Linked DNA regions of Mus musculus: all the other regions are linked to region 1. A link is a contact called in public Hi-C, Micro-C and promoter capture Hi-C data. All regions are on one chromosome and are shown on one strand. Each heading gives the region's core, a stretch centred on a gene start, on an enhancer-like site or on the middle of the called end of the contact. The rest is flanking DNA. Distances are from core to core; before and after follow the strand shown. Region 1 holds the start of Nkd2 (naked cuticle 2). Region 2 holds the start of Tert (telomerase reverse transcriptase). Region 3 overlaps Tppp (tubulin polymerization promoting protein). Region 4 holds the start of Tppp (tubulin polymerization promoting protein).

Region 1 (5,571 bases), core at 2,009-4,508:
TATAACAGGTGCCATATGGTGGCATGCTATCCCAGGGAAGATCACACACACACACACACACACACACACACACACACACACACAGAGAGAGAGAGAGAGAGAGAGAGAGAGAGAGAGAGAGAGAGAGAGAGAAAGAGAGAGAGAGAGAGAGCTTCTTTCTGAAGAATACATGAAAGCAAGGGTCCTTCTTCCCCTGCCTGAAACAGACCCAACAAAAGATCACCACCACAAGCAGAAGTGGAAAAGTGGAGGACCCTTCATGGAGAGCCCCCATAACTATGCCTCTTTTAGACTGGGGTCCAGCCTCAAAGAGCAGAGAACATATTGCTACTGGAGCTGTTGAGTTTTTGCTGTTGGAAGTGAGTGGCACAGCATGGGACACCAACATGGGCAGGTGTGAGTAGCTGATGCTTGGATGCAGAGATGGACGCCAGGCAGCGTCTCTTCATCTTAGAGATAAGGGCACTGCCCTACCCACCTCTGACAGATAATGACAAAGTGCTTTGAACAGCTTCAAGCCCACAGCTTAATGAGACAGGTGTGGCTGTAGCACAGCCTTGCTCTTTGAAAGTTCTGAGAGTTGATTTTTATCAACTGGTGAACTCTTCCCAGAGCCTCAGGCCTGAGTAAGGCAGGATACTAGGTGTGGGATGCTGGACCCAAGATGTTAGACCAAGAACACAGGATGTTGGATACTGGGCAGAGGTAAGTCCTCATATGGCCAGCCCAATTGTGTTCAATCATCTCACCCTGAACAGCTGGGGGGTGGGGGGAGGACATTTGACTGCTCCAGCCAGAGAGCCCCAAGCTCGGGCTATTCCAAAAGATGAGAGTGGGAAATGGGAGGCAGGAACAGGCATAGAAGAAGCTTGAGTACAGGAGAAAGAGCTGAACCAGAGCCGGGCCCAGAGAGGACATGTCAGGCTAGCTGCATGTAAAGCAGGTGTCTGCTCCACTGGACTTGAGATGAAGTCATCGTCTAAATGGATTCTGCCTTGACACTGGGATGTGGCTTTCACACCTATAGCAATTTCCTCTTGGTTGGAAATGACCATGGCTATCTTGAAGCCGAGAAGCTGCAGACACCTTCTCTGGACCTTCATGATTTTATATTAATTTTACATCATGGAGGGAGAGAAACCTTCAGGGAGCCCCACCCACCCACCCAAGCTCTTCCTCTTTCTGATATTATGTAAGAAGCAAAGCCAGGGTTGGACTTCTTGGTGGTACAGCTGCCTATGCACTCTGTATGTTCCTGTGAATAACCCTAATACAGTAATTGATCAACAAGCTGCACTTGGATAGATCTGTGTCTTTGGTCTATCTGTGCTCTTTGTCTGGGGCAAAAAGATGTCTCTTTATTTCTCCCCAGGAAGCCACGCAAGTCACACATAGTCTTTGTGTTCTTTGTTGATGTCAAAATCCTTGGTTCGAAGCTCAGAGAGACCACAGAAGCATAGAACTGCAGGGGGTGTAGAATTCAAGGGACAGAGATAAGCCTGGACACAGGATCAGTGAATGGAAACTCACTCTCACCCTAGGTCACCTCCTGGGCCTCAAGTCCCAGCCTGAGGCTACTTTTGCCCAGTTTGACAGTTACACTGGGCCTTGTCTTCTCAGGCCAATAATGTACCTACCTTACTAAGCAGTGGCTCTGGGAGTGGGGAGGGTGGGAAGAATGGACATTTCTGGAAATTTCCATCCAAGTCTGTCTTCATCAACTAGGAAGTCGCACTCTCTACACCTAAACAGGATGAAGCAGAGGACATATAGAGCAAGCCAGCCTCACCTGGTTTGCCCAAAGCTGAGCCTAGACTGTGGTAGGCAGTGGAACACAGTGAAGCCTGTCCTTGTGGGAACCTTCCTCATTTATGGCCTCAGTGATAATGATAGCTATATTTACAAACACTCCCCCAAACATAGTTGTGGATCCTAATCATTGAATCCTCTCCTGGTATCCCATTCCTTCTTTCTCAGTTGCTGGTTGTGGGTGAAACCCTGACACAAAGGAGGGATGAGGCTAGGTGAATGGCCTGGTGGGTAAGGAGTCCTCATAATTACATGAGTCCATTCTACCTGTGTCATGCCCATGGCTGTGAGATGGTCCTGTTCAAGGTAAGCCATTCTGCACTTTTTTGGGGGGGGCAGTCATGAATCCTTAATATCAACAATTCCAAAGGACTTCAGAAGTTCAAGGTCATCTTAGCTATACATGGAGTTCAAGGCCAGCCTGGAATACAGACCATGAAGAGGCGGGGGGGGGGGGCTGTGGTTCTTTGCAGAAAGTATGTGCTAAAATTAAGTCACTCTAGGAGTTGAATGTTCTAGAGCAGACTATGTGAACACATCTCTGAACAGAGACAGGCTACTAGGTAGTGGTGACTCTTGAGTGGGAGAGTTGTAGGGTATATGAACCATATCTCAAGAAGGCTGGGAAAGAAAACTACACATTCATTCTTGATCTGTGTGTTACAGAGCTCTATGGGCAAAGTGGAGAACCAAACAGAGAGGTATCCCCAGAATAAGCTGGAGCCCAAGAAAGAAGGGGGAGTGAGATTTCTCTGAAACAAGGGTGGGTGATCTCTTCTAAGGGAGAAGCTGTAGGATGAGATACTGAGAGGGTTTTCAGAGGTTGGCCAGCCAAAGAGGAGCCAGATGGACTAACCACAGCCCAGCAAGGACCCTGCCCCAACCAAAGGCAAAGGGAAGGATGCAGGGCCTGTCCACACTGATGGGCAGCGTTGGTCTTTCATCAATGAGGGAAAGGGAGGAAGGTCTGCTCCAGCGGGCCAGGACTCACTTTAGTCCTACCTGCTCTCCCTCTCTTCCAGGTACCTTCCCATGGCCTTCTACCTCCGCACCCCACTCACCCCCAGCCCCTTCACGACAAGCATGTGCCTAACTCCTCTCACAGCCAAAGGTATCAAGAAGGTTGTCTAAGACGTAGGTAACTCTCTTCCAGGGTTCTCTCTTTCAAAGGAGGATTCCTAATACCGACTCTTGAATTTGGGAATCTCAAGAAAAAGATTGGTGAGGGGTGGAGGGTGTCCCCACAAAAGAAACCGCAGAGAGCCAGAAACCTGGAGTCCACGCAGGTAAGCTCTGTCTGCCCTCAGGGATGCCCTGTGCGAGTCGTTGCTCAGAGCAGGTTCCAAACCGCCTGTCTAGTAAAGTCTTAGGGTAAAGGAGACGCTAAGGTCCACTGCGCTACGGTCCGCGGCCGCGGGGGGCGCTGCGAGAACCCCTGTTAAAGCCCCGTCGCGGGCGCGCGCGCTCAGAGGGAGGCCGGCCGCTGCCCGCGCCGGTGTCTCCGGTTGCCGGGCCAAGCCTCGCCAGACTGCCCGGCCCCGGATCCAGGCTCCACGAGTTGCTCTCAGCTCGGGATTCACGCACCCCGGGCTCGAACCTCGGACGCACACCTGAGAGCTCGGCCGGAGGGTGGGTCCAGGCCCAGCGGAGACATGGGGAAATTTCAGTCCAAGCACGGTGAGGAGCGGGCCGGGGGGCGGGAGAGAGGGGGGCGGGTGGGCGCCGCCACTCACTGTCCCTTCCGTCTTCCCTGTGTCCTCCGACCGTGCCGCAGCCGCAGCAGCCTGCAAGAGGAGAGAGAGTCCCGAAGGTGAGCCCGGGTGCGGTCAGGGAGCGAGGCGGCCCCGGGGCCGGATGCGCAGAGCTCCAAGCTTGGGGCGCGCCTTGCCTCGCGCCCTCGATTGGGACACGCCTTGGGTCTCCGGGAGCGCGTGGCCTCGGGGCTCTGGGTACCGGGTGGGCGCTGCAAGGCAGGCTGGGCAGAAGCGCACTCCACGAAGCTCACGGTCTCCTTCCTTCTCCGTGGGTGCCTTGTTTCCCGCGCGTCTGCGGGCGGGCCGCAGGGGACAGCTTCGTGGTGCCTGCGTACGGGAGCGGTCGCAGGGGAGCGGAAGAAACGGACCGGCGCGCGGGCAGCGGTGTGGAACATCGCTCACGGGACAAGCAGGTAGGTTACGGGAAGGTGGGCTGGGTCGCGCAACTAAGGGCCTTGCAGAACCTGAGTCTTGCCTCTTTACAGTCGGGAGACGCAGAAGACTCATATGGCTGGCCAGGATAGCCTAACCCTCTCCAGCATCTGGCATAGTATCCCAGAGGGGGCTGGGTGGTACTGGAACCTCCAAGCGCTAGGCTGGACTGGTGACTCCACCCCTCAGGCAGGAGGAACTGGTGAAGGGATTCTAAGGCAGAGATGGGACTCAACTAGGGGGGCCATGATCTCAGAATTCCAGGCTTGAGTTGGAGGACCTTCTCCATCTGTTGATGGATGTTATAGGGCTGATTGCTTGCACAATGAAGTTGTCCAGAGGTTAAGGCTACCCTTGCCTCCCATCTTTTGGAGAGCTTAATACAGGCCTGCAGGGAGCATCCCTGGACAAATGGGCAGTGGAAAAAACGGTGTCCCCAAACCATAAGAGCTACCCTGTGTCTGAGAGAAGATGATCCATGTGCTGTGTTTAAGAGCAGAGAACTGCCCAGGGCCAGGGCCCCAGGGATGAGATGTGATGGAGTGTGGGTGAAACACCCACATATCTGCCAGCAAGAAGAAGTAGACATTGGGCTATTGGTGTTGGGGAGAGCAGAGTTTGAAAGGACAAGAACAATACACTTGGTCACCTAGAACTGGCTCCCCACTACTGGCTCCCACTACAGATAGACTCCCTCACTGGCTGGGAGCTCTGTGAAGTCGGCAAGTGGGCTGGCATCAGTGTTCTTTCTGAAAGGACCTTCTGGTGGGTGAATAGAAACTTCTGGGTGTTCATGAATACTTGGTGTGGCCCTGACCTGAGACCTGGAGCTACGGAGGCTTAAAATAATATGTACTAGAGTTTGGATGTGTGCTTTCTGAGCGGATCTACTGTAGCTGTAAAAGCGGGTATGCTGAGGTATTGTGGGTCCAGTGTGGAGATTCAAACAGTTACATGATGTCCATCTCTAGTAGAGGAGGCCAGACCAGACATCCAGTGCTGCCCACCCAGGTCCATTTTGCTACCACTTACATTTGCTGAGGAATTTTTGGTGGCCAGTTGATGCTTCTACACAGCTTGGCTCTCAGATGCACGTTATTGGAGCTGGTCTCTGGGAACCTGTTCATGCCATGGGAGAGCATTTAGACTGGCCCTTCCCCTTAGCTGTCAAGCCTAGGGTTTTTCTCCCTAGCAACAAGTCTGAGCTCAGTCCTTGGACTCCTCACTTGAGAGCACTGGTATTCAGAATAGGACACAATTTAGCTGACAAGGAAGTGGTTGTCACTGGAGTGTGAAAGCCAGAGCATCTTTCTGGAGAGTATAGGTACTCCCTGTGTAGAGTGGAATTGTTAAAGTGAAGCTGTGATCTTAGGACCATGAGTACTACTCTTTGGGTCATTTTTTGTGTTGTTGTGTGGGCTCTGGCTTGCATTGCTTCTTTTAGCGTTGTCCTTGGCTTTTCCAAGGTGGCTAAGAGCAGAGTCTTAGTAGAACTGACTTGGCTTAGGTAGCTATAAGCAACAAACCTGGGTTTTCCTTATCTGGCTGTGGCTCCTGGCCAGGCAAGACCTTGAGC
Region 2 (5,571 bases), core at 1,214-3,713, 220 kb after region 1:
GCAAGTTCAGGCAAGTAAGTTACTAGAAAAAACAAAAAAACAAACACCCCAGACTTTAGACAGCTAGTCAGAAACTATCCTGCCATTAGAAGCTACTCAGCTACCTAGCCTGAAGCAAGGACAATGGGGCAGCAAGTTTCCAGACCTCCCCATTAACAGTTTCCAACCTCCAACCCCATGCCCCAGTAATGGAATGCCCCTAGAGATGGAGTAAGATAAAGGCCCCCGATCCCCTTAAAATCTATACTTGGTTGTCTCTCCATCTTGGAATGAGAGCAACCCCCCCCCCCCACCTGCATGCTTGATTTCTGCAGAATGAAATGCTCCTTGCTTTGGCATACTATTTGAGTCCGGGGTTATCATTCTTTGGCGAACCACGGGCCCTTACATTAGCTCTCACTAGCGCTTCCAGACTCTCTCTGGTGCACTGTGCCAGAACTCCTATCCACCATGCTCCCCGTCTGCTTATCTGTTCACCACAATGTCCCCAGCCCTGAGAACCTGCCCAGGGCTTGGACAAGAATCTTAGTTTGTGCAAGGCGAGCTGGAGGGAGCTTGGAGTCAGAGACCATAAGATGGAACTCATCCAACCACGGACTGCATAAAGCCACCACACCACTGGGGACCTGGGTTACTGCCACCCATTGTCTCCCTTTTCTGGGCCCCTAATGCATTCAGCTGGAGACCAGCCATGCTCACCCGGGCTGCTGCGGAGCCAGTGGCAATCCTCTACTTTCATCTTCCACATCAGTTCCTGCAGTGATAGCTTGCCGTATTTCCCCAACGAGATGAACTTCTTTAAGTTCTTAAAGAAGCGGCGCTCATTGTGCCTGGTACCCCAGAGACTAGCAGACACCACCTTGCAGAGACAGGCCCGAAGAAAACCATATACCTGCCAGGGACTGCTGTGCAGGCGGAGCAAATCCATGAGGTGCGGTGGGCTGGTGTTCAAGGCATCTGTCACCTGTTGGTTTGCTGTTCGAAACCTGCAATGTGACCTGAGGAGTCTGACATATTGGCACTCTGCATGGTTCACCAGCAGCTGTTGGAACAGGGGCCGCATCTGCCAGTATCGACGCGATAGACGGTGTGTCCTGCAGAGTGGTCCTGATGTCCTAGGCCTTGAGCCCAGAAAGATGATCTCCACCAGTCTCCTGGCCCCAGTCAAGTTAGGCTGGAGGTTGCTGAGTAGGAATGAGGGGTTTAGACGCTCTTGGCCATCTCCCCTGGAGTAAAGGAAATGTCTGGTCTCAATAAATGGCCTGAGCTGAAAGGCATTTTGGCGGGGTGGTGACAGCAGAGATGTGGAGCTGGGCTTGTGTTTACAGCACACCGACCCAGAGAGACTCAGGTCAGACACCTTTCCTTTAGAAGACAAATCTTTCTCTGCAGTAGGCACCTCGGGGGACCGAGCAGGACTTGGCACCCATGATTTGCCTGATGGGGTTGGTAGCACCTGCCTGTGGGGTCCCTCCTCCACTCTCGGGACAGGATAGCATCTGGCCTTCTTAGCTGAAGGCACACTTGTACTGGTGAGACTCAGATGCCTCTTTGTACCTCGAGATGGCAAGGCCAGGGGTTTCGGTGCTTCCTGGCGACTACTGCTCTTGATCTGTTGTAAGAACCTAAGGTTAGTGAAATTCCTGCCCACGGGTCGGGTGGGCCTGTAACTAGCGGACACAGAGGGCCAGATATCCGTGGTGGCACAAATTTGGTACAGGGGAGACCCACACACCTGGTAGGCACAGCTGGGGGGCACCAGAAGATAAAGAGCACAGTGTGCCAGCAGGTAGACCAGCAGGTCGTCGCCCACTCGGCTCAACAGTAGCATCCATGCACCACTGACACGCAGGGTCTCAATAACAGTGTTGGGCAAGTAGCTACGCACGCTACTAGTGAAGGCCATGGGAGGCCCGCCTCTGGCCTCGTTAAGCAGCTCAAAGCCAAAAGCCAGCACGTTTCTCTCGTTGCGCTCGCAGAGTCTCTGCACAACCCTGGCCACCAGCTCTTTCAGGGATGACACCTGGTAAGGAGAAGAGGGTCTTGACACATGAGCTAGACGCACTATCCCACGTCCTCCCGGCTTTCCGCCCCTGACCCATGGGGATCCCGCCTGGAGGCCCACCTGGTGGAAGGAAAGGTCGGCAGGTGGAGGCTGTGAGCCCCAGTGCATGCACACTAGGCATTGGGCAACCAAAGTGCGGTAGATCTTCGGGTCCCCGGGTTGCACAAGCCGCCTGCCCTCGGGCCCCAGGCGCCGCACAAAGGTTGCCAGCGGCCACACCTCCCGGTATCGGCTGCGCAGCAGAGAGCGCACCGCGGGGCAACGAGGAGCGCGGGTCATTGTGCTCAAGGCCGGGATGGGCCTCCCACGTGCGGGAACCAAGATGCAAGGGTGTGCTTAGAAAACAGCCAGGACCCAGGCCACTGAGAGTCCACGACGAAAAAGATGAGGCTGGGAACGGAGGAAGGGGCGGGATTCAGGCGGACCAAGCGTTGTAGCGGAAGGGGCGGGGTCGCAGCAATAGTACTTTTCCGTTGATGGTCACAATGCTGGTGCATGAGGACCAGGTGTGTTCCCCGGCCAAGTTCAGTGGTTGCTGGATGTGTTGGAGTAACGAAAGGGGGCGCACTCATGCAGGATTTCCCTCTACAGAATGCTTCTCGGGCTTCCTTTTCGCCCTGAGCTGGGAATCCCCAGGTGGTCTAGACTGGGGCGAGGTTTGGGCAAGCAAAGAAGCCTATCCTTGATGTATTGAAGGTTAGGTAGGCGGAGGGACCTAAGGTTTTGCCTGTTCCTGAGCTGACTGCTCCAGCCTGCTGTGGTTGACACAGACAGTGAGGTGGGTGGTGGCAATCTCAGTTCTTAATGATTACAGCTGAAATTCTACTATATAGGTTAAGGCTTTATTGTGGTGCGACCATACACTCAGATCCCAAATATGTTCCGTAAACACCCACCACCAAAGGAAGGGGACTAGGTAAAAGCCCTGCGTTAGCTTTTTTCACTGTTCCAGTGGCCTTCACCTCAGAGTCCAGAGCATCATCTCAACTCACGCACCCATAGCAAGGCCAGGGCCATTGGGTGAGGGCGCTTGCCTGTGCACACAGCCAAAGCGGCGACCTCGACCTTAGGATGGCAGCTCTGCTAGGTTGGCAACTGTGATAGTACTTGCACGTGTGAGGCGGGGGTAGGATAGGGGTGGGGGTTGTTGTTGGGGCATATGTAATGACACGACTCTGAGCCATAGTTAGAGAGGGGCTGCTGAATTTTGAATCTCTGGGAAATAGGGAATCTGTGATCTCTACTGTAGCTGAGTTTGGCAAACACTGAAATGCTAACAAATATAACCTTTGGTGCCTTCAGCTTTCTGAGGAAATTGCTTCTATCCACCGACCTAGCATTTGAACAGGCGCGTTTTCATATTTACTCCCTTATAGGAGGTCTGCCGCCTTGTAAATGCTCAGGATTACAGGAGCTATTTTAGAAGTCCGTTTAGTGGACATCAGTCTTTTTGAGGGGTTTGTTTGAGATTTGCTTAGTTCTGCTACTTAGGAGATATGGGCCTGAACTGAGAAATTTATGCCAACAATGAAGCTACCTTAGTGTAGTTCCCCAAAGAAACCAGCATAGAAAACAGTCTCAAAAATAAGAATATCGCGGGGCATGGTGGTGCACACTTGTAAGCTACCTTAGTGTAGTTCCCCAAAGAAACCAGCATAGAAAACAGTCTCAAAAATAAGAATATCGCGGGGCATGGTGGTGCACACTTGTAAGCTACTCTTGGGAAGTAGAGGCAGGATGAGAAGGCATTCAAAACCAGGCCAGCTACATGCTGAAATTTAGGTCCACTTGGGCAAAATGAGACCCTGCCTCAAAAAAACAAAGAAGAGGAGGGAGGGGGTAGCACTTGCTGACTACACAACCCTGGGTTCAAGCATCAGAATCAAATAACAACAGAGTAGAAGAAACTGAAGTGGAAAACGAGTGGAAGTTGTCTACCAGCAACGATGAAGCCAGGAAAAGGGAGCCTTTGTGTAACAGGCCTGCTTTAGAAAGCTGTTCTTAGAGACATGAGGCCAGGGAGAGGCCTTTTTGGGGAGGGGCTGCACCCTAGGAGCTATCCCAGAGACAGACAGTGGTAGAGGTTATAAACCCTGCAGGGAAGGAGGTAGAAGAGAGGACCTCAAGTATCCCTACCCATATAGGAAGCAGGAAATCCTCGGGGACCTGTCATGCTCCAGCCTTCTACCCCAACATGCTGGCAGCAACCGACTCCCACTGGATTCTCCCCCATTCAGAACCAGGGCAAGGCTCTGGATGGGGCTGCTGCTCTGCTGTAGCTTGCCATGTTTGGAGATCACTGGAACCGGTTTACGTCTTAGTGGTCAAGATGGAAACAATCATTCTCATTTACATAGTTTGTCACTGACACAACAGTCTCATACCCACGACTTCATCAACATCGAACAGCTCAGGAAGTATGTGAGTGAATGCCACCATGCACTTTTATAGATCCCAAGGCTGGTGACTCCCTGACTTCCCAAACAGCACCTAAGGAATGTGTACTAGTTCTGGGCTTAGAAGTCCCTGGCACTTGCCAACTTGGCCTCTCCTTAGATAGGTTACCTTGTCCTGTTCTCTCAGTACCCCTCCCTCACAACTGCCACCTTAATCCATGCTGATACCACTCCCATCTCTGTTTGCTTCATCTTGCACATTAAACCATCTATGAAAACCAATAAAAAGTACTTAGGGCACAAAAATCTCTTTGAATGTCATTATTTAATCCTCATGGCTTGGCAAACAGAGCTCAGTTCCTTTTTTACATCTTTGGATTTTTGAGCCCTTGGAAGTTATTTGATGAGATATAAAAAAACAGTAAGATAAAATCATCCACTTGGGGCTTGGAAAGGTTGTATTTGCTTATGGAATTAAGTTTCTTAATTATTCCTTTTGTAAGCACAGGGATGGCCAGCCTATGCGGTCCTTTCTCGGAAAGATGGGGTGTCTGTGAAACCCTTCAGAAGAGATGTTTCTTCCAAGTTGGGCAAATCATCAGATCCAATATGAGTAGCAAGGGAAGGAAGAGAGGTGTAAGATGAAGCCACTGGCTTCTGACTTGAGAAGACTGTTCAGCTTTTCAGTTCTTAAAGGTGACTGATCCCCTCCTTAAAGCGGCAACTCTGCCCCTGCTCAAGAGCAGAGGAAGGCCTACCTAAGCCACTGTGAGGAGATGGCCTTGAGTCCTTCTGCATGATCTGGTTACTACCACCTCTTCTATACTTGACTCGTTTCCTATGCTATTTTCTACTTGACCCATCTACCCCTCCTTCATTTTACATCTGTCTTGTCTTGTGTTTGTTTTTGCCTGTTTGCTTTTTTTTTTTTTTTTTTGAAACAAAGTCTCATGCAGCCCAAACAGGCTTTAATCTTACATATAGATGAGGCTAGCCTTGAATTCCTGATCCCGGTTTTCAAAGGCTGGGATTATAGTTATGTGACTTGGGGTTGAGTACTTATTGTTCTACGATGGCTTAATGGAAACACATGTGTTTGGTTTACAACTT
Region 3 (5,571 bases), core at 1,439-3,938, 180 kb before region 1:
GGGGCAGTGTTGATCTAAGGCCCCTCAGGGCTGCTCTGTTTGTCGTGAGAAGTCAATGGCACTCTTGTCTCCTACTCCCAACCCTTCCTAGGCTGACATGAGGATGCCAGGCCTAATGGCCAGCCTGGCAACCTGCTGCTGGGGCACAAGGCCATTTCTGGGCAGCCTCGGCACCAGGCACCACCAGTATGAGTCATTGGGGGATGGGGTAACTGAAGGGGCTCTCCCATCACAGGCCACATTCAGATAGAGTTGGATGCCTGCTCCACTGGTACCAAGAATCCCTTTCTGGCCTGTGTCCTTACAAGTCTAACTGTTTTGTTGGGGGAGATGGAGTCCTGTCTTGGTGCCCCAGTTCACAGAAAGAACCCCAGGAGAGCCAGGCACTTCTTGAAGCAGAATCACCACATAGCTCTGAGAAGACAATGCCCACTTTTTCCTCAGAGATGTAAAAACCTCGGCAGGGTTCTCCAACAGACCCCATATCTAGAGCTCTCAAGACTAAGGGATCTTCCTAGGACACTTCCCTACCTTTGGTTCTCAGGCTGCCCAAAGCTGGCTTACAAGTGGGTATCTGCTCACGTGTACTCCTGGGGCCTGGGATTGCATCCCAGGCCCTGTTCCCATATCTGCAGTGGCACCTTCTCAGTCTCTTGGGGACTCTAGGACCTGGCTCAGCAGTAGAGCCCTCTGAGGACTAATCCCCTTTGGCCAATACCACAAACATTACCACTGCTCACCTCGGCTTTGGGCTTTCACAGAGCCCCTAATTCAGCACTTTGTGAAGGGGTCCCTGTCAAGGCTTGTGTAATTAGAAAACTTTTAAGAGGTGAAGGAGTGAGGCACATAGGAAAAGACAAGGCTGTCTGGGATTTACAGATGGCTGTGGCTTCTGAAGTCACCACCACAGAGCAACCTTGTCAACAAGATACTCTGCAGGCAGAGTAGGTGCTTCTGTGGAGTGGAGAACTATACCCTCCCTATCCATGCGGTGGATCCGACCTGAGCCTGCTGGACCACAAAGCAGCCTCAGCTGCCATGGGCCTCAAGTTGTCTGTTGCTACCACTGTCTGACGCTTTATATGTATTCAAGGGAGGTGTAGAAGTATGGTCATTTTCTTCAGAGACCAGTCGCTTGTTCTTTCCTCAGGACTCTCCCATGCCCACTATCTTCTCAGGATCCACACCTAGGCTCTGTGCAGGAGACAACGCTGCTGCTGCTGCTGCTGCTGCTGCAAGTCTAGACCTGTCAGTTCTCTGTACCCTCAGCAGGTCACTGGACTTAAACTCCTTGGGAGCAAGTGATGTGCTCTCTGCCTAGAAGGGCCTGGATGCCAGTTAGCCACAAGGACTGCCCATCTCAGGAAATCAGAGGCCAAGCAGCAACCCTACTCTGCTAACCTCAGTAAACTATGACCCTACTCTGGGTACATTCCACATTATGTCTCTTTACTGGCAGTCACCAGCTTGCCTAGAGGAGGCATCTGTGACCTGCAGCATTGCTACTTCCCTCTGTTGAGAACAAATCCTTAAAGCCCCTTTCTACTTGTCGTTTTGTTTTCTTCCAAGGGACCTGAGGCTGTGGGATAAACATTCACCCGGTGACCCAAAGTGAGCACATCTGCCCACCCCTACCTCCTCATGGTTCTGACCTGGATTAAGTAGGGGTAAGCCATGAGGATGGATATGCCTCTGGTTGCTCAGACAAGTTATAGATGTTTGGGGAAGATCATTCTCTTACATGTCCTTCGTGCACTGGCCAGCCAGCTTCCCAAGCAAGATGGAAGAGCTAAGGAACAGAATATGCTTCTCACCCAAACGGCCTATCACTGCAGACTCAGCAGAACATACGAAGCCTTATGCAGAAAGTCACGGAGGCAACTAGCTCAGTGACTATCAGGCAAAAAAAGTTCCACATGTCCTGCCTTTCCCCCAACAGAGGTCAAAACCCTAAGTTTCCCAGCAGGCGACTGAGGAGTCACTATACTGCCATATACAGCCACTAGAGGGCCATGCAGAAGTAAGAATAGCAGCAAGGCTTCAGGTACTGGGGCGCCTGAAGAGTAAGAGGCATGCTGGATCTTGCTCCACTCAAAGCCTGCAGGGTCAGGCACTCTTCCCTGGAGCATGGGACTGTTAGCCTTGTCTGAGATCCAGGAAGCAGAGCCTGATGGAGGAGCTCCAGTGACATGTGTGCCACAGATGAGTGGAACTGAGTGGGCACCACAGCCAGGAACAGAGGCTGCCTCCAAAGGTCCTCACATGTCCAGGATCCTTGGCATCTGGATTCTCTGAGATATTTGTACAAGTAGTACACACAGAAACACATCCTCACCACAGGTACCCAAAACTCTGGCCAGGACTCCAGACCTGAGGCCTGTTCCTAGGAGTAATGGATTACTTAGCCCAGGCGGCTTCTCTACTGAGCCTCCTTGGCAGCATACAGACATCTGAAACATCCCATCAGGCCTTTATAACTAGCTGTGGCATGTAAGGAACACTAAACAGCTCATAGACTGAGCAGTGGCTGACAAATCCCCAGTCTAGACAGATCTAGACCCTGCTTTCTTACATGTAGGGACTGGCCTGGCTTCCTTCTGACCTGTATTCAGACATAATGGACACCCGGCCCTGACACCCCAGCCAAGTTACTTTCTGACTCTGCACAGTGTTGGCAGGAATCTGTGTGTTTACTCTGGAGGTTACCCAGCACCCAGTCCAGGCCCAGGAAGGCCAAAGGTCTAGGGCCTCCTTACCTGGTAGTATGGTGGTTAAAATAAGGAGGCAGTAGGTAAGCCCAGCCCAACCCCAAGGCCTCTGTATCTCTTCTTCCACAAGCAATCAAGGGTACACACACAGACACTCAGGAACAAAGATCCCCTGCAGACAGTCACAGATAGATACAATGCCTAGGGCTGGCAGGTGTTCCCCAAGCTGCACCAAGCTGGCCTTGCTTCAATGCCAGGTCTCCATTAACTGTGTGGAGACTGGCCATGCTGAGCCTTTTGCAGGATGGAGCCTTTTGCTAGGTTAACAGTAGTCTACAATAAAACTTGGTATAGAGCTTCAAGAAATTTGTTTAAAATTTAACACATAGTAACATCAAAACAAACAAGCGTTGCCATAGTGACAGGGACCTAAACAAAGGCTGCAGATACCCCAGCTGGCGCCACGCCTGCAGAGCCATGGCAACCTGCCCCAAAACAGAAATAGTTGAACTTTTTTTTTTCCCCTCTCAAGTCCTGTCAGAGTCAGCAACTTCCTGGAGATACCTAAGCAATTTCCTCCCAGGCTCCAAACTCCTATAGGAGGCAATTGCTGCCCCTCATGGGATCACAAATGCCCAGACCTCATAGTACAACTAGCACCACTACAGCCCCATTTTTCCCGGAAATATCAATCCCAGAGTTCCCCAGCCCTTTCTGCTGATCCTTTTTAGCATTCCCTCACCACCCTGGTACTCAGAATACTGTCCCTCTACACTAGAGGACAACAGGACTCTGAATCCTCTGTTCACAAATGCCTCTGGAGTGAGGCTCCTCCTCCAGAACAGAAGAGTTCCAAGAGGAACATCATTCATAAGGAACCCAATGGAGCCCAGACTCAGCAGGAATGAGAGTTCAAAGACAGAGATGGGGGGATGGCAGCCTCTAGGGTCTCAAGGGTCTAGGTGTGTAGGCGAAAGGAGTTTCTGGGTCTCTACGTACAGAATCCTCACCTGACCCCAGCCGCCCAGCTAGACATCAGCCCCACAGTGTCAGCAAGCCTAGCACTGATTGTCTGTCTGCCTAGACTGTCAGAGCCTTGAGCCTTCTCTAGGCTTGGGCTGCATATACTTGCTCTCCAGGACCTTGACTTACAAGACAGGGACAGTCCAAAGTTCTCAGGCAGCCCAGAGTTTACAGTGAACAATGACCATGTCCTGGAGTCAGGAATGAAATGTCTGAGCATCTGAAGTTCTGCATTCTGGGAACAAGCATTCGCTTCGCATGATTCATTCATAGGGGTCCAGCGCTTCCCACGACAGGAAGGACACGTGGAGCTGGAGTACTCAGTCCTCTGTGGCCCTCGTCATCCAAAAGACCCGTGACCTCATAGGACCACCCACCAGGAGGCTGTAGAACCATACGTTCTACATGGGGGTGCAGTGCACATATATAGGCACACAAAAGCTGGAAGGTAGCCTCCTTCAGAAGAAGCTGGAGAAGTTGACTGACCTCTGGAAAGGTCACTTCTTCCTACTTTCCAACCATCCCTTCTAGAAGCTTCCTCATAGACACAAGTCTCTGGGTCTCATTCCTTGGTTAGATCTTGATTATCTTGAACACTGGGATGACTGAGGATACAGTATCATGAGGGATCATGTCCGAGAAGAGTATGATGAGCTCATTAGCCTTGCTTAAAAGACATCCTGTATGTTCCCGGTGTAGGAAGAGCTGCCAGGGTTTCTAGTAAGCTCAGAGTTGAGTCTATAAAGGACACCTGCTGGTGGAGGAGGAGCATGAGGGGCGATAGAGTGAGGAGCTGTCCAAGTTCATTTGCCAGTTTAGACACTAACAGTGAGCTCCGTAAAACCATCAGCTTTAACTATATGCACATAGTAGGCATGGCTAACATGCACATGTTAGACAAGGCTTTAACTGTATACATATGGTAGACGCTCTAACCTGGTTTTTCTAGGTCTCAGTGTTGCAGATCGTTTCCATTGGCCTAACAGGAGCTCTTGGCACCAGAATGAGGGTCATATCCCTGTATCAGAGGGTCTAGTGCTGATCATTTTGCAGCCTGGGTCAGTCCACCTCACTCATGACTGGCAAACCTACCAGAGCAGCTTTGTTTACCAGGACCTGCCTGTCTGTCCCTGCCTGGAACTGTCCAGTGAAACTCATACGGCCAGTTTCTATGAGAAGGCTGCACATTTCCCAGAAGGTGATAGCCAGAACAGGCCATGTGACCAGCACAGTGAGCTTCGCCAAACCTGGGAAAACCTCCCCCGCCCCGTGGCAAAGCCTATGGTGGTGTCAATACTCAAACTCAGGGGCAGTCACTTTGGTGAAATGTATAGGGAAGGTCTCAGGAACTATAAGCATCAAGATTTCTAGGTCATCTATGAAGGAGCAGCAGCAGTATAGAGGCTCTGTGGGCTAGTCTTGCTGCTCCTTCATAGATTCATAATCTTGCATCTCCCTAGGTCCTTATGACCTGTTCTGAACTTTGTAGACTCCTCGTGGTTCCTGAGCGCCAATGACTGTGCTGTTCTATTTAGGGACTCGGGGGACAGAATTACTATCCCCTGACCCTTTGTCTGGGTCCTTCCTATAAAAGCAATACAATGAATACAGTATTCAGTAGACCTTCCTCTGAGGGGGTCACATAAGGGTCTTTGGTACCCAACAGCATTGCACGCAGATGAAGCTGTGAAAGAAGCAGTGTTGACAGAAGCCTAAGGACCCCAGTCTAGAAGTACATAGGAACCCTGGCCAGGGGCCTTCCAGGGTAGAGGTAAGCGCTTTCACAGTGGGCATAAGGCTAAAGCGACCACACACATCTGAGCCACTGGCCATAACTTCC
Region 4 (5,571 bases), core at 1,699-4,198, 160 kb before region 1:
ACTACTACATCCAGGGGAGAGCCAGAGAACACAAGGAATGCCAAGCTTCACAGTATAACCAGGAAAGGGCAGACAACTCCAAAGCAGATACCAGACACACCTAGCCAGGTGGGGACATTTAAGTCTGTCTGAGGCAAATGTGGAATGCAGAACACAGAACACCAAGTGGGGAAGGGAACTGGTGGGACACTCTAGAAAGCAGCACCTCTGGTTCAGTGCACATGACCTGAGGCCCAGCCTTTCGGTTGATAGGAGAGTCCAAGGGAGCTGTATTCTCAATCCCCCAAGAGGGAGGCAAAGACAGCTGACAGCAGAACAGAAAGGTAGAACACTAGAGCCATGGATGAGTCTGCTCAGACCAAGACTGGTCAAAGAAGATAGTCTAATAGAATAGCAGCTGTGTGATTTCACATGTGTAAAGGTCAAAACTACAGGCAAGAGCTAAGCCAGTGTTCAAGGATGATGTTCATGAGGTGAAATTGTCAGGACTCTTCCAGCCCACACTTTCCACCACAGGACAGAGGGCAGTGGGGATGGTTGCCAGGAGGAAACGGAAATTACAGTACTGAAGCAGGGTCGCTATGGGAGGGATCTTCAGGGGCCAGCCATCTGGCAGAGCTCACTAAAGCCTGGTAGGTGGCGAAGGAGCCTGAGCTACTTCATGAACCAACCCCCCTCATACTTGCCTGAAAGAGACCAAAGAAACCCTTACATTTGGGCATTTAGACATCAAACCATGACTTAAAGCTAAGTTACATCATTGTACCGTTACGGAGACCTTGGGTCCAAAGAGGTCTCATTCTTCATCAGGAAAAGTCATTCTGTCCATGGAGTTTTCCCTGATAACAGTAAACCATTTGTGGGGCACACAAGTGCAGGCTTCAGTTCACAGAAACCACACCCTCTGGGACCCCAGCAGGGCTGCTCCATTCTATTCCTGCCTTGGACAAAGACACTACGGAAAGGCTTTCCAAGGGCTGCAGAGGTAAGATAGAGAACAGATCTGAGGGTACTATGGGTGGATGCTGTAGGTCTTCGAGGAGCTACCGTAGGTGGGAAATGCTCAGAGTGATGCCATTGGTGAAGGATGCCATAAAGAGACTCCTGCGGGTCATATGTGGAACTGTCATGGGTGGGGCTATTTTGATTGGGAGGTGGTATAGGTAGGGAGATGCTGTGGACAGGAAAAGTCCTGGCCATAAATAGAGAATGCTGAGGTAGCAACACTGTGACCCTTCTCTATGAAGAAACTGGTCTTTCCAGGTTGAATCGGCACTAGGAGCCCCCATGAGGGTGTTAGGGACTGGAAGCCATGTCTGAACCCTGGCTGTGGCTGAGCAGCTCCAACTCTTCCTTTCAGGAGGAAGTGGTAAGCTCCATTCTCCTGCATGGGGGGTCTCTGGGCACACAGCCTTCCTGGGCGAGGGAGATGGGATGGACAAGGCTGTAAGGTTCCCTTCCCTGGCAAAACTGAAATCACACCTCCTACAGGCTCCTCCTTCAGTCGTGCACTATAAATAGGACAGCAGGCCCTGCTGAGGAAGCTGGGTCTCATCCTCCCTGAAGCTCAGCAGAGCTGTCTGCAGGGCCCCATTCTGCAGACTTCTCCCAAGCCTCCACCCCTCATGTCTGGTTTCAGTGTTCTTAAACGGAATTTTCTAATGCTTATAAAAATTTCCAAAACCTTAGATGATAGTTAAAATAGCCATGTACCACAACCTCAAGAAATGGAGAAGGCGGACCCAAGGAGCACCAAGAGGAAAACGTGCAGCTGCGCAGGTCGCCCTCACTTCACCATCGGTTAAGACAGGGATTCTCAAAGCTGTCTATTCAAATACGCCACTTGAATAGGGCACCTTTTCTAATGGCGAGTCCCGGTGGTAATCAGGAGCTTTTCTGAATAGAGGAGTCCTTTAGAGACGCTCAGATTGTGCCCCTCCCCCTCGCCAGTCCTTCAGGGTCACGTGACGGGAGAGGGGCTGGCACGCGAGCAGAAACAGCAGCCGGCCGCCAGAGAATCCAGCTAAAGACAAGCAGGGTTTCGCGCCCCCCACCCAACTCTCCCCCGCTCCCCCAAACACACACAACATTGCTCCAGTCGTGGAGAGCTCGCGCCGCCTAAGAAAGCCACCTACACGGCCAAGGGAGCCCAGATACGCAAGTGGGCTCTGGGCCGAACGCCTCCATTCGCCCCAGGACACGCACAGGACCAATCACCAGGACACAGCCTGTCCAAAGCTGCGCCACAAAGGGTACTACTCGTCTTCCTCACCTAGTTCAAGGCCTCGTTTACATAACCGAAACCGCCGAGCAAGGGTCGAGTCCTCCCTCTCCTTCGCGCAAACGTGGGCATTCAACATGCGACCCTGACAAAACCCTCGCCATCTCGAATGAGAGATGCAGGCTCGAAAGGAGGGTGACATAGAGAACTGGCGCTGTCACCTGCAGGACGCAACGCGCGCTCAGGATTCTGGACCCATGAACCCCCGGCAGCTCCAGCTCCGGTATGCACAGCTCCGGGCGGTGGCTTCTCTTTACCCCGTTTTCCACCAGGTTCCACGAGCAGCGACCCGGGTCGCTGGCACGAGGCCTGGCACCTTGGTCTGGTGGGGAGCCGTGGGGTGTTTTCTGTCCACCGTATCAAGTGCCGACGCAATGCGCCTGGCTCAGTGTAAACGCATACCCATTCTTGACACCACTGCTCTGAGATCTCAAAGGAACTAGTTGCTTCAGCAACTAGACCTGATCTAGCCACTGCAGAGAGTGACAGGTGGCCAGCCTCACGGACCGGAGGGGTCCCGAGCCTTGGCCCCAGAACCGCGCCTCGGACCACGGACAGCGCCCAGCGCAAGCTTACCTCCAAAACGCGTCCACTGCTGCGCCTCAGCGACTAGACGCGCGCCCAGGGGCGCCGAGCTCTCAGAGCTGTCCGCCGGGCCCCGCCCTCCGGCACCGCCCACATGCCCCTCCTCCTCCCGCTCCGCCTAGGCGCGCACTAAGGCCCCTCCCAGCAGGAGCGCAGCGCACTGACACCCGAGGCAGCCACTGCCTTACAAGGCTGCCACAGGCACAGCCAGCCTATGGACGCCGCTCGACCCAGGGTGCGGTCGCTGTGGAGCTGTGGAGCGTGGGAACCGGGCTGAGGTTGGGGAAGAGCGACTAGGGCACACCTGGCCCTGGGGCCCCGGGCGTGCGGCCAGTCGCAAGTAGGGAAGCTGAGGCTGGTGGCGCAGTCGCAGACTACACTGCGCACAACCCGTTGCTGATCCCTACCTGCCTGGAGAGCTTGATGTGCGTGGTGAGATGCTGGCCACTCGGGTTACCTGCACGAAAAGGATCCTTAGAGTCTCTGCTGATTTTCCTTCCTTCTAGGGACGCTTGCCACGGGATCTCCACCCCGCTGACTCTGTGGTGAGGTCAGGGTCGCACTGGTGGCTCTGAAGAAGATTATGGGGTTAGCAAGGAGGCAATGGGGCTGGAAGATTTGGTTCAATAGACTCTTCAGTCCTCCAGGTTCTGTCTCAGACTCTAACCAAGTCACCCACTGAGTAAGTGTGTGTGTGTGTGTGTGTGTGTGTGTGTGTGTGTGTGTGAGTGAGTGTGTGTTGGGGAATTTTCTGAGTGTCTGACAAATTAACTCATGCTTGAGGAAACCTTGTTTTGAAACTTCAGAAATGGGGCCCACCTGAGCACTTGGAGCAAATTACCCCTCCCCATGGTAGTCTCTGACCCTCAGATCCCCCGGACTCTCTGCTTTCTTCGGCTACTCAAAAATGACTAAAAAGTTACTTCTAATTCTTGCTCTCCCGAGAATTCCCACTCACCATGGAAGCCATGTGAGTTCAGGACTGTGGGACTATAAGGAATGGAGAACCAGACCCAGACTCTCTCCTTTTTTATAGGGTCTTGGCTTGGCCACTTGCCTTATGTCCCACAAAGCCCCAAGTCCTGCTGTGATGGTTTGTATATGCTTGGCCCAAGAAGTGGCACTATTTGGAGGTGTGGCCTTGTTGGAGTAGGTGTGACCTGGTTGGAGTAGGTGTGTCACTGTGGGCATGGACTTAAGACCCTCACCCTAGCTGCCTGGAAGTGAGTAGCAGCCTTCAGATGAAGATGTAGAACTCTCAGCTCCTCTTGCACCATGCCTGCCTGGATGCTGCCATGCTCCCACCTTGATGATAATGGACTGAACCTCAGAACCTGTAAACCAACCCCAATTAAATGTGTCCTTTATAAGATTTGCCTTGGTCATGGTGTCTGTTCACAGCAGTAAAACCCTAACTAAGAAACCTCCCATTCTCTGAAAATCAACAATGTAAATGAAGTTCTGAAAGCTGAAATACATGTTTATGTTTCTATTAGCATGTTTCGAAATGGTGACTTTATCGTTAAATTTTATTTTTATTTATTGTGTGTGCATATGCCTGTTTGAAAGTATGTGCGCCATTTGCATGCTGGGTGCCCTCGGAAACCAGATGGGTAAGTTAGATTTCTTAGAGCTGGAATTACAGGTAATTGTGGGATGCCTAATGTGGGTTCTGGGGATTAAATACAGGAAGACTTGTATCAATATAATAAAGTTCTAGAGGCCCGGCTGTTAACAACCATAGTCCAAGATGTCAGCTTGACGGGTTCGGATCATGGCTTCTGACCTGACCCTCCTGCAGCATGACAGCTGCTGAAGTTTCAAGGCTCTTACCTGCGACAATCTGTATAGGAGACCTGCACCAAATCCAATGGATGTGCCTCTGGTGAGCATCCCTCATAGTGACCCAGCAAAACACCTCTGCTGGGGTGATGGTGGCCCTCCAAATTCACTACATTTGGAACCTCAAAATATGACCTTACATGTAAACAGGGTCTTGGTCTGGGGACATAGTTCGGGGGGGAAAAGGCTTCTTTTCCTGTTTGGAGATCCAGGACCACAAAAAGTCCATGAGGGTGTCTGCATTTGAAATTATTGTTGCTACTTTCAGATGGGAGCTTGTCTTAGATTATCCCAGTGGATCCTATATCCAGGAGTCTGTGTCCACATGACCCCTGCAGTATCAGAGCACATAACCTAGGCAGACCACCATATACAGGTTTAGGCTCCAGGAGATTTGAATGCTGCAGACCAAGGTGAGGTCCCGTCTTTTTTTGTGACAGAGGATTAGGTGAAATATGCAGTCTAGAGCAGTAGCCTAGCCAAGAAGTGTCCTATCTATGGACAGCATGGAGTCCAGAGAGGGAAAGAATGAATGATCATTAGCAACCTTCAAAATCTGAGAACAATGGTGCGGGGGTGGGGGTGTGTGGAGTGGGAGCTATGCTGAGTTCCAGATAAGAACAGGTTGTGGGGCTGGAGAGATGGCTCAGAGGTTAAGAGCACTGACTGCTCTTCCGAAGTTCCTGAGTTCAAATCCCAGCAACTACATGGTGGCTCACAACCATCTGTAATGAGATTTGATGCCCTCTTCTGGGGTGTCTGAAGACAGCTACAGCGTACATATAATATAATAATATATATATATTATGTACATATAATATAATAATAATAATATAAAATATAATATAACATATATAATATAT

The links. Promoter capture Hi-C pulls out the DNA fragments that hold promoters and counts their contacts. Hi-C and Micro-C count contacts between places; a contact is called where the count stands out from the background.
Region 2: a promoter capture Hi-C map of pre-B cells shows a contact between it and region 1, with 3 times the contacts expected there. The contact joins the promoter of Tert here to the promoter of Nkd2 in region 1. A contact is called at or near these places in 16 of 39 promoter capture datasets (the 3T3-L1 cell line, 3T3-L1-derived adipocytes, the C10 cell line and 9 more), 1 of 115 datasets of contacts at active chromatin or transcription factors (embryonic stem cells) and 3 of 9 other capture datasets (adipose tissue, liver and pancreatic islet).
Region 3: a contact with region 1 is called in a Micro-C map of embryonic stem cells, with 1.8 times the contacts expected there. The contact joins the enhancer-like site here to the promoter of Nkd2 in region 1. A contact is called at or near these places in 2 of 39 promoter capture datasets (both in embryonic stem cells), 9 of 484 Hi-C or Micro-C datasets (the G1E-ER4 cell line, the HL-1 cell line, Th1 cells and 3 more), 1 of 115 datasets of contacts at active chromatin or transcription factors (embryonic stem cells) and 2 of 9 other capture datasets (embryonic stem cells and liver).
Region 4: a contact with region 1 is called in a Hi-C map of uterus, with 1.8 times the contacts expected there. The contact joins the promoter of Tppp here to the promoter of Nkd2 in region 1. A contact is called at or near these places in 7 of 39 promoter capture datasets (the 3T3-L1 cell line, cranial neural crest, embryonic stem cells and 3 more), 4 of 484 Hi-C or Micro-C datasets (embryonic stem cells and uterus), 1 of 115 datasets of contacts at active chromatin or transcription factors (embryonic stem cells) and 1 of 9 other capture datasets (liver).

What each region holds. Positions count from the first base shown.
Region 1 is chr13:73,845,318-73,850,888 of GRCm38.p6, reverse strand. It overlaps Nkd2 (naked cuticle 2), which reads left to right and starts at 3,258. Exons shown (of 10, transcript NM_028186.5): 1 at 3,258-3,486; 2 at 3,584-3,619; 3 at 3,873-3,976. The coding sequence starts at 3,462. Gm30303 (a long non-coding RNA gene) reads right to left here and starts at 3,281. Exons shown (of 3, transcript XR_382654.4): 1 at 3,081-3,281; 2 at 1,638-1,744.
Region 2 is chr13:73,623,803-73,629,373 of GRCm38.p6, reverse strand. Tert (telomerase reverse transcriptase) reads right to left here and starts at 2,463. Exons shown (of 16, transcript NM_009354.2): 1 at 2,126-2,463; 2 at 700-2,023. The coding sequence starts at 2,344. RefSeq lists enhancers at 2,524-2,544, 2,685-2,704 and a promoter at 2,374-5,571.
Region 3 is chr13:74,022,923-74,028,493 of GRCm38.p6, reverse strand. All of the region lies in intron 2 of Tppp (tubulin polymerization promoting protein), which reads right to left. Among named protein-coding and RNA genes, the nearest start is that of Tppp, 16 kb to the right of the region's middle. Within about 2 kb of position 2,688, at least 102 of the 459 cell types and tissues checked have an H3K27ac peak or open chromatin away from gene starts, as enhancers often do. A contact at or near this core is called in Th1 cells, cortical neurons, embryonic stem cells and 2 more, where this site is marked.
Region 4 is chr13:74,006,796-74,012,366 of GRCm38.p6, reverse strand. It overlaps Tppp (tubulin polymerization promoting protein), which reads right to left and starts at 2,948. Exons shown (of 4, transcript NM_182839.2): 1 at 2,858-2,948. It overlaps Gm15912 (predicted gene 15912), which reads left to right and starts at 3,013. Exons shown (of 3, transcript NR_168519.1): 1 at 3,013-3,291; 2 at 3,373-3,548; 3 at 3,903-4,238.